Linked DNA regions of Sus scrofa: region 2 is linked to region 1. Evidence: chromatin contacts called from public Hi-C data. All regions are on one chromosome and are shown on one strand. The core of a region is the stretch at or near the end of the contact, and the rest is flanking DNA. Distances in the headings are between cores, read along the strand shown.

Evidence for each region. Hi-C and Micro-C count contacts between places; a contact is called where the count stands out from the background.
Region 2: a Hi-C map of skeletal muscle shows a contact between it and region 1, with 5 times the contacts expected there. The contact joins the enhancer-like site here to the promoter of FZD8 in region 1. A contact is called at or near these places in 1 of 5 promoter capture datasets (liver), 11 of 47 Hi-C or Micro-C datasets (embryonic fibroblasts, epiblast stem cells, heart right ventricle and 6 more) and 1 of 2 datasets of contacts at active chromatin or transcription factors (skeletal muscle).

The regions. Positions count from the first base shown.
Region 1 is chr10:58,094,799-58,098,485 of Sscrofa11.1, forward strand. FZD8 (frizzled-8) reads right to left here and starts at 1,992. Exons shown (of 2, transcript XM_021064988.1): 1 at 1,453-1,992; 2 at 1-1,450. The coding sequence starts at 1,971. The region is part of intron 1 of LOC110255709 (a long non-coding RNA gene); the gene reads left to right.
Region 2 is chr10:58,650,179-58,653,865 of Sscrofa11.1, forward strand. No RefSeq gene overlaps it. Among named protein-coding and RNA genes, the nearest start is that of FZD8, 560 kb to the left of the region's middle. Within about 2 kb of position 1,778, at least 5 of the 83 cell types and tissues checked have an H3K27ac peak or open chromatin away from gene starts, as enhancers often do. A contact at or near this core is called in skeletal muscle and subcutaneous adipose tissue, where this site is marked.

The DNA of each region.
Region 1 (3,687 bases), core at 742-3,241:
CCGGCCCCCCGCCCCCGCCAGCCCCCGGGCCACCGCCCCCCGGGCCGCCGCCCCCCGGGCCCGCGCCCGTGGCGCCCGCGCCCTTGCTGGCCCAGCAGCAGCGGGTGCACAGCGCGCGCCACGACTCGAGCGTCTTGCCGGACCAGACCCACACGCCCGAGGTGATGCCCACCACCAGGCACATGAAGTACTTGAGCATGAAGACGGCGTAGTCGGGCCGGCGCGCCTGGTCCGGCTGCAGGTCCCGCAGGCATGGGCAGTTGTGCGTGGCCTCCCAGCGCGGGCGGTTGTGCTGTTCGTAGAAGAGACAGGCGACCACGACAGCGGCGGGCACGGTGTAGAGCACGGTGAAGAGGCCCAGGCGGATCATGAGCTTCTCCAGTTTGTGCGTCTTGGTGGGGCCTCCCTGCTGCTTGATGACCGAGCGGATGCGGAAGAGCGACACGAAGCCGGCCAGCAGGAACATGGTGCCGATGAAGAGGTAGATGACCAGCGGCGCCAGCACGAAGCCGCGCAGGTTGTCCAGGCTCTGGTTGCCCACGTAGCAGATGCCCGCCACCGGATCGCCGTCCACCGAGCTGAGCGCCAGCACGGCGATAGACTTGACGCTGGGCACGAGCCAGGCGGCCAGGTGGAAGTACTGCGAGTAGCCGGCGATGGCCTCGTTGCCCCACTTCATGCCCGCCGCCAGGAACCACGTGAGCGACAGGATCACCCACCAGATGGAGCTGGCCATGCCGAAGAAGTAGACGAGCAGGAAGACCACGGTGCACAGCGCCGGGCCCGTGGTCTCATAGCGCACGTGCTGCTCCACGGCGCCCAGCTCCTCGTACTCGCCGCGCCCTCCCGGGCCGCCCGCGCCCGCTCCCGCCGCGCCGGCTCCCGCCGCCGCGCTGCCCGCGCCGCCCGCGCCGCCCGCAGCCCCCGCACCGCCGCTGCACGCCACCTTCTCGTGGCCCGCCACCAGGCGCACCAGGTAGCCGACGGACACGAAGAGGTAGCAGGCCGAGAGGAAGATGATGGGCCGCTCCGGGTACTTGAAGCGCTCCATGTCTATGAGGAAGGTGGAGACGGTGGCGAAAGTGGACACGAAGCAGAGCACCGACCACAGGCCGATCCAGAAGACGGTGAAGGCGCGCTCGTCCTGGCTGAAGAACGGGTTGTGGCAGGGCAGCGCGCAGTTGGCGATCTGGCCGGTCTTGACGCGGTTGTAGAGAGGGTGCCGCTCGCTGGACACGCTCACCATGGGAGCGCGGCATTGGCAGCCCGGCTCGCAGGGCGCCGCGCCGCCGCCAGGGGGCCGCGCCTTCCCGCCGCCACCACCGCCGCCGCCGCCGCCGCCGCCGCGCGCGGGGGGCGCAGCCGCGTCCCCGCCGCCGCCCCTGCCGCGGGACGGGGGCCGGGCCCCCGGCGGGCGGCCGTGGCCGCTGCCGGAGGGCGGCTGCTCTCGGGCGGCGGCGGCGGCGGCGGCGGGCGGCGCGGTGGGCTGGGCGCGGCCGTGGTGAGGTCGGTGCGGTTGTAGTCCATGCACAGCGTGTCGGGGTTGCCCTGCTCGGGCAGCCGGTCGCAGCGCATGCGGTCAGGCCAGGCGAAGCCGTACTGGCGCATGAGGGGCGCGCAGCCGGCCTTGGCGCGCTCGCACACCGAGCGGCAGGGAGGCAGGGGCTTCTTGTAGTCCTCCAGACAGATGGGTGTGTACATGCTGCACAGGAAGAACTTGAGGTCGGGCGAGCACTGGATCTCCACCAGCGGCCAGAATTGGTGCACCTCCAGGCCCGCCTCGTCCTGCGTGTCGTGGTTGAACTGGTTGGGCATGTAGGTGTAGTTGTAGCCGATGCCCTTGCACAGCGGCACGGTGATCTCCTGGCACGCCAGCTCCTTGGCCGAGGCGGCCGCCGCGCCGCTCGAGCGCTGCAGCAACGCCAGGGCGGCCAGCAACGAGGTCACTTCCAACAGGTAACCCCACTCCATGCTGCGCGCCTCGGCCCCGCGCCCTCGCCCTCCGGGTGGCGCGCGGAGGGGCGCCGGGGATCCTTCGAGAGCGCGGGAGAGGAGAGCGGGTGCCCGGCCGGGCTTTCTCCTGCCTCTCCCAGGAGGGGCTCTCCCGATAACCTAGTCCCTTCTCGGGACGCGTCCGCACGGCGCTGCGGGAGAGGAGGGTGGCTGCCGGAGGGCGCCCGGGTCCGCGGGTCCACCCCGCTCACTCCGGCCAGGGTCAGCCCTTGCGGGGCAGAGTGACCGGCCCCCAGCTCATCGTCTCTCCCTTGCTCGCTTTCTCCGCACTCCGGTGACTTTGCCGGGTACCGAGGGCGGCGGCGCAGCAAGTTTCCTCTCGGGCCGCGGTGCGCAGTCAAGATGGCTGGGCCAGGCCGCTCCGCGCTGGGTCAGCCCCTGCGGCCCCTTTTCGGCGTCCCGGGGCTCATGCTTGACCCCAAGGCCGCGCGGCTGCCGCCGGGGTTCGGAGCCCGCCTCCGCCGAAGCCGCCGCCCTCTGTCCCCTGCTTCGGTCCGTCTGTCCGCTGCCGGGATGACGGGCCCCGCCTCCGGTGGAAGTCCGCGCCGCGCTCCGGCCAGCAGTCGGGCGAGGTGTCGGCGGTCCTCTTCTCGCTGGACACCCGGAGCCAAATCCAGGCCGGAAGGCGGAGCGGACACCTGAGCGGCGCGCCCGCGCCCCACTGTTGCCGCTGCCGCCGCCTCCGCCGCCGCCGCCACCTCCGCCTCCTCCTCCTCCTCGGCGGGAGCAGCGCCCCTCGCCAACTTCCCGCTCCGGCCCCGCTGCGCCCGGGCCGGCTCATGAATATTTATACGGGGCGGACTCGGTCTCCGCCCGCGACCCGCGCGCCAATCCCGGGCGCGGGGCGGAGTCTGCGCGCTCCCCAGGCCCAGCCTTCCTGGGGCGGGCCCGGCTGTTCGCGCCGCCGTGCACGCCGTCTGCGGCCAGAGTTTGGGTAACCTTGGGATTGACCGCAGACACTGACGCTTTGCCACCACGGTCCCCATCGTGCTCGATGTGTCGAAGTCGGGGTTCCATTTCCCCGAGTCTGCGCTTAGGGACTGGGGACGAGCCTTTATGCAAGCGCGACCTCGGAGGCCCGTTTCGAACTAGTCAAGCCCCTGCTTTCTCCGTCCCCCAAATGTGGGCGACCTCCTGGCAGCGGGACCACCCCCCACTCCCCCAGCCGGCCAGTGAGCGGGGGCGTTGCGGGGGACCGAGAAAGGGATGCCTTTCTTGGGGTTCTCAGGACGATGAGAATATAGGTGGAATGGAACCGCTGCAGTTGATTCTGGCTGGTGGGGGCTGGACCGGGGACTTCCCGCTCAGTGTCGTGGGGGAAGCCTCAGTTTCCTTACTTGCAGTGTGGAGTCACAGTACAGATCTCAAAGGGGATTCTGCTAATTGGGTGAGATAAAATAGAGACAGCATCCAGATCCAGTGCACTTTCATGAACCATAAATCCCTTTCTTCTTTAAAAAAGAACAAGAAAGAAAAAGAAAGGGAGAAAGAAAAACTTATAAACAGGACAGACTGGAAACTCTGCGGCTGGATTTTCTCTCTTCGCCTCGTGCTTTTGGAACATACATACGTCTCTCCAAAGTTGACATGTTTTTGCCAGAGCCTCCTCCTCCGCCGTGGGAGGCGGCGCCGAGCCCGGGCGCGGACGCGCGGACACGTCTCGGTGGTGTGCCC
Region 2 (3,687 bases), core at 528-3,027, 560 kb after region 1:
TTTAAATAAGCAGGAGCACCTTGGGAATCTCTTTGTTATTATTCAGGAAATGTGAAGCTATACTCTCCTGAGTTAGCAATTGAACTTGGAAACAAACCCTGGAGAAACTCTCACATACGTACAGCATGCATAACAGAAAAGAACGTTCACAACTGTAACTCTCATAAGCAAATTGGGGGAGGATAATGCACGTGGGGACATTATTACTGAAGCTTCTTGAGGGTGACAGTGGTGATTAAGTGGCGGTGGCTAAAGCTTCAGCCATTTGTGATCCAGCAAAACTGTTTCTGTGGCAAAAGCTACCACATTAAAAAACAGGGCATCTACTACGACATGACATTTAGGTGTAAAGTCAGTGGCATTAAGTATATCACATTATAGTCTAACCAGCACCGCCACACACCTCCAGAACTTTCTGTGTTCCTGAACTGAGACTCTGCACCCACTAAACAACTCCCCATTCCCCCCGTCCCCTCTTTGTGACTCCTAAGAGTCTGAGCACCTACGGGATGAGTGGAACCGCACAGTGTTCGTCCTTGTGTCTGGCTTACTTATCTGTGTGGGTCAGAATGACCTTCCTTTTACTTACCCCACGGTGTGTCCATCCCTCATTTTGTTTATCCCTTCTTCTCTCAATGGACGTTTTGGTTATTTGGTCTATTGTGAATAACGCTATGAAACTAAGTGTACAAGTAACTGTTTGAATCCCGGTCTTCAATTCTTTTGGGTACACACCCAGAAGTAGAATACTGGGATCGCATGGAAACTCTACGGGTAATGTTTTGAGCAACAGCCGTCCTGTTTTCCATAACGGCGGCACCACTTTACATCCCCATGGGCCGTGCACGAGGATTTCCGCTTCTCCCGTCCTCACCAACATTTGTTATGCTCTGTGTGTGTGTGTGTGTGTGTGTGTGTGTGTGTGTGTGTTTTAGACAACAGCCATCTTAATGGCTGTCGAGTGGTATTTCATTGTTTTTGTCTGCATTTTCCTAATACCAATTATTTTTGAGCAGCATTCATCAAGCCCTAACCCTTGTACCCTACTCCTTTCCTTTTTTTTTTTTTTTTTTTTTTTTTTTTGTCTTTTTGCTATTTCTTTGGGCCGCTCCCACGGAATATGGAGGTTCCCAGGCTAGGGGTCAAATCGAAGCTGTAGCCGCCGGCCTACGCCAGAGCCTCAGCAATGCGGGATCCGAGCCGAGTCTGTGACCTACACCACAGCTCACGGCAACGCCGGATCCTTAACCCACTGAGCAAGGGCAGGGATCGAACCCACAATCTCATGGTTCCTAGTCAGATTCGTTAACCACTGTGCCACGACGGGAACTCCCGCCTTTCCTTTTTTAAAGCAAGTAACACCGTCAGTAACCAAATAACTCAGACTCTTCGCAGTAGATTTTCCCCTTAGTCTATGGAACTTCACCCCCCACCCCCAAAAGGCACTGCATGCCCAAAGAAAAAGTTTCAGTTATCATATAATTTCACAGTACATAAGGTAACGCTGCTTGGATCCCTCCGCTAAGGTGTGATACGCCATCTACTGAAGTGAGAAGAGTAACCCCTTTTTACTTCAAGCTGTTATCCTGCACACAGAGCAAATGAAAGATACTGGAAAACCTCTAATGGATTCAAGGTTCTTTTGACCTTAGCTTGAAAATAAAAAAGAATTAGAAATTATTTTCTTGCTGGTTCAGAGCCAAAGACTCTTGGCCAGAACAACTCTGTGGAGTTCCTTTCAGCTGAATGTGAGGCTGAGCCTCCAGTGGAGGTCCCCGGGAGCTGAGGCCATGGTGAACCCAGCACCTCTCATCCGCTGGGCACCGGGGACCGCAAGGAGGCTGTCGCCTTGAACTGGATCCAGTTTAGAAAAGGTGACTGAGCATGGAGCTTAGGGAGAGTTTCCTCTCTCAGCCCGGCAGGCAGGGCGTGTGAGCTGTAACCTTCCTATCGGTTTATTAAAAACCAAAAAAAAAAAACCCCAAAAAACAAAACCCTGATAGAAGTCAGCACATATTTTAAAACATTTAAGTCTATTGTTTCCTTCTTGGGGGAAAAAAAAAAAAAGTGCTAAAGAATTTTAAGCTTTTCTAGCAGCACCCTAACTCATAGCCAGATTAAATTTCTTTCCTTCATAGATTCCCTGAGGCATCATTATAATGAAAAAGTAGGCACCAGAAAAACACTTAACCTAGTCGTGTCTGGAAAAAATTTCACTTTTTGGATGACCCGTGTAAAAATCTCCACACATTTTACTCTATCACAGCTCTGCAAGCCAGTCTCATCTCCAGTGGATACTAGTGAACTACTGCCCTCTAAAGGTCATGACCTCAGGCATCCGTTGAGTGTTTATCATCAAAAACAAGACTGAAATAATACTGGCGGCTGTTTTCAGAAGTCTGAGCCCGAAAGCTGCAGAAGGGCCCCTCGTGCTCCCCTCTGCAGATTTACTCATGAGTTTTACTTATTTAATCTTCTCTATTGTCTATTGCTAGGTTGTTAGAACTCCTCTCTCTTTGGCCTCCTTATCTCTTGGGTTTTCTCATCCATTCTGGACTAATCCTTTTCTTCCTTCTTCCTGTCTTCAGCCAGGAGAGGAGATACACATTAATAGGGTTTTGAGGGTGACCTAGGATGGGGGTGATGCTATCATTTAATTTAAGTTCATTGACTGCCTCCCTCAACCGAAAGGACTGTCATATTTGCAAATGTCTCCTCTGAGCCAAGACCAGGGTTTGGCATGTATTAGGCTGCTGATAAATTCTTAAGTAAATTGTTTCTGTAAGACATATAAAATGTGGTTCCATTTTCTTGTACTTTTGCCATATAGTTATTTACTTACCTGTCTTTGTAGGCTTTTTCTATTCAAAGGTCACATTGGGTTTCTTCTTTTTTCTTCTACTACCTTCAAGTGCCTCAGTCTTCTCTCCTCTTCAGATCTCTGTTTCAGCTGATTCCTTGCTTTGGCATTCCTTACCCTGTCTTATTTTCACATTGCCTGAGAGTCTCCTGGGCACCACCACACTTGGTAACCATTTCTGATTTGTAAATTTGTCTGTATTGGCCAGCTTCCATTTCCACATGGTTAAATAGGCAAGCAGCTCAGTTGTAGACTTCCCCTCTAGAAGAAAAAAAGTGAAACAGATACAGATGAGAACAGAAAAGAGATTAAAACCTCTTAAACATAGTATTGCCTGGGGAAGGCCGCGCGTCTATGGGAACTGACTCTGACACTTGAAATTAGATGTTGAAGGACATGAATATGATTCATGACATGGTCACAGAGTTGCTTAGCAGTGAAACACTTTATCCTAGGACACCTTGTATTTTTCAAGAAACTTCCTTTTAGATTTCTTATTTTGCTTTTCACACCGGCTCTGTGTGGTAGCTACAACAGGTTCAAACATTCTTCTTTCACGGTAAAGGTACTGAACACAAAGACGTAAGTGTATCTCCTCCGTGGGCAGCTGGTATATTGCCTTATGTGCAGTAAATATTCACCATAGCCTCCAAAGGTTTGTTCATATATCAACAAACAGTGGTTTAGCTCTCTTGTCATACCAGGTTTCTTGCTAGGTGTTGTGAATATATATACACAAAAACAAATAAACACATTATCACTGGCTCTTAAAGTGATCATAGCTTATAAGGAAATTGATAATAATAATGACATCATAAGAAAGCTAT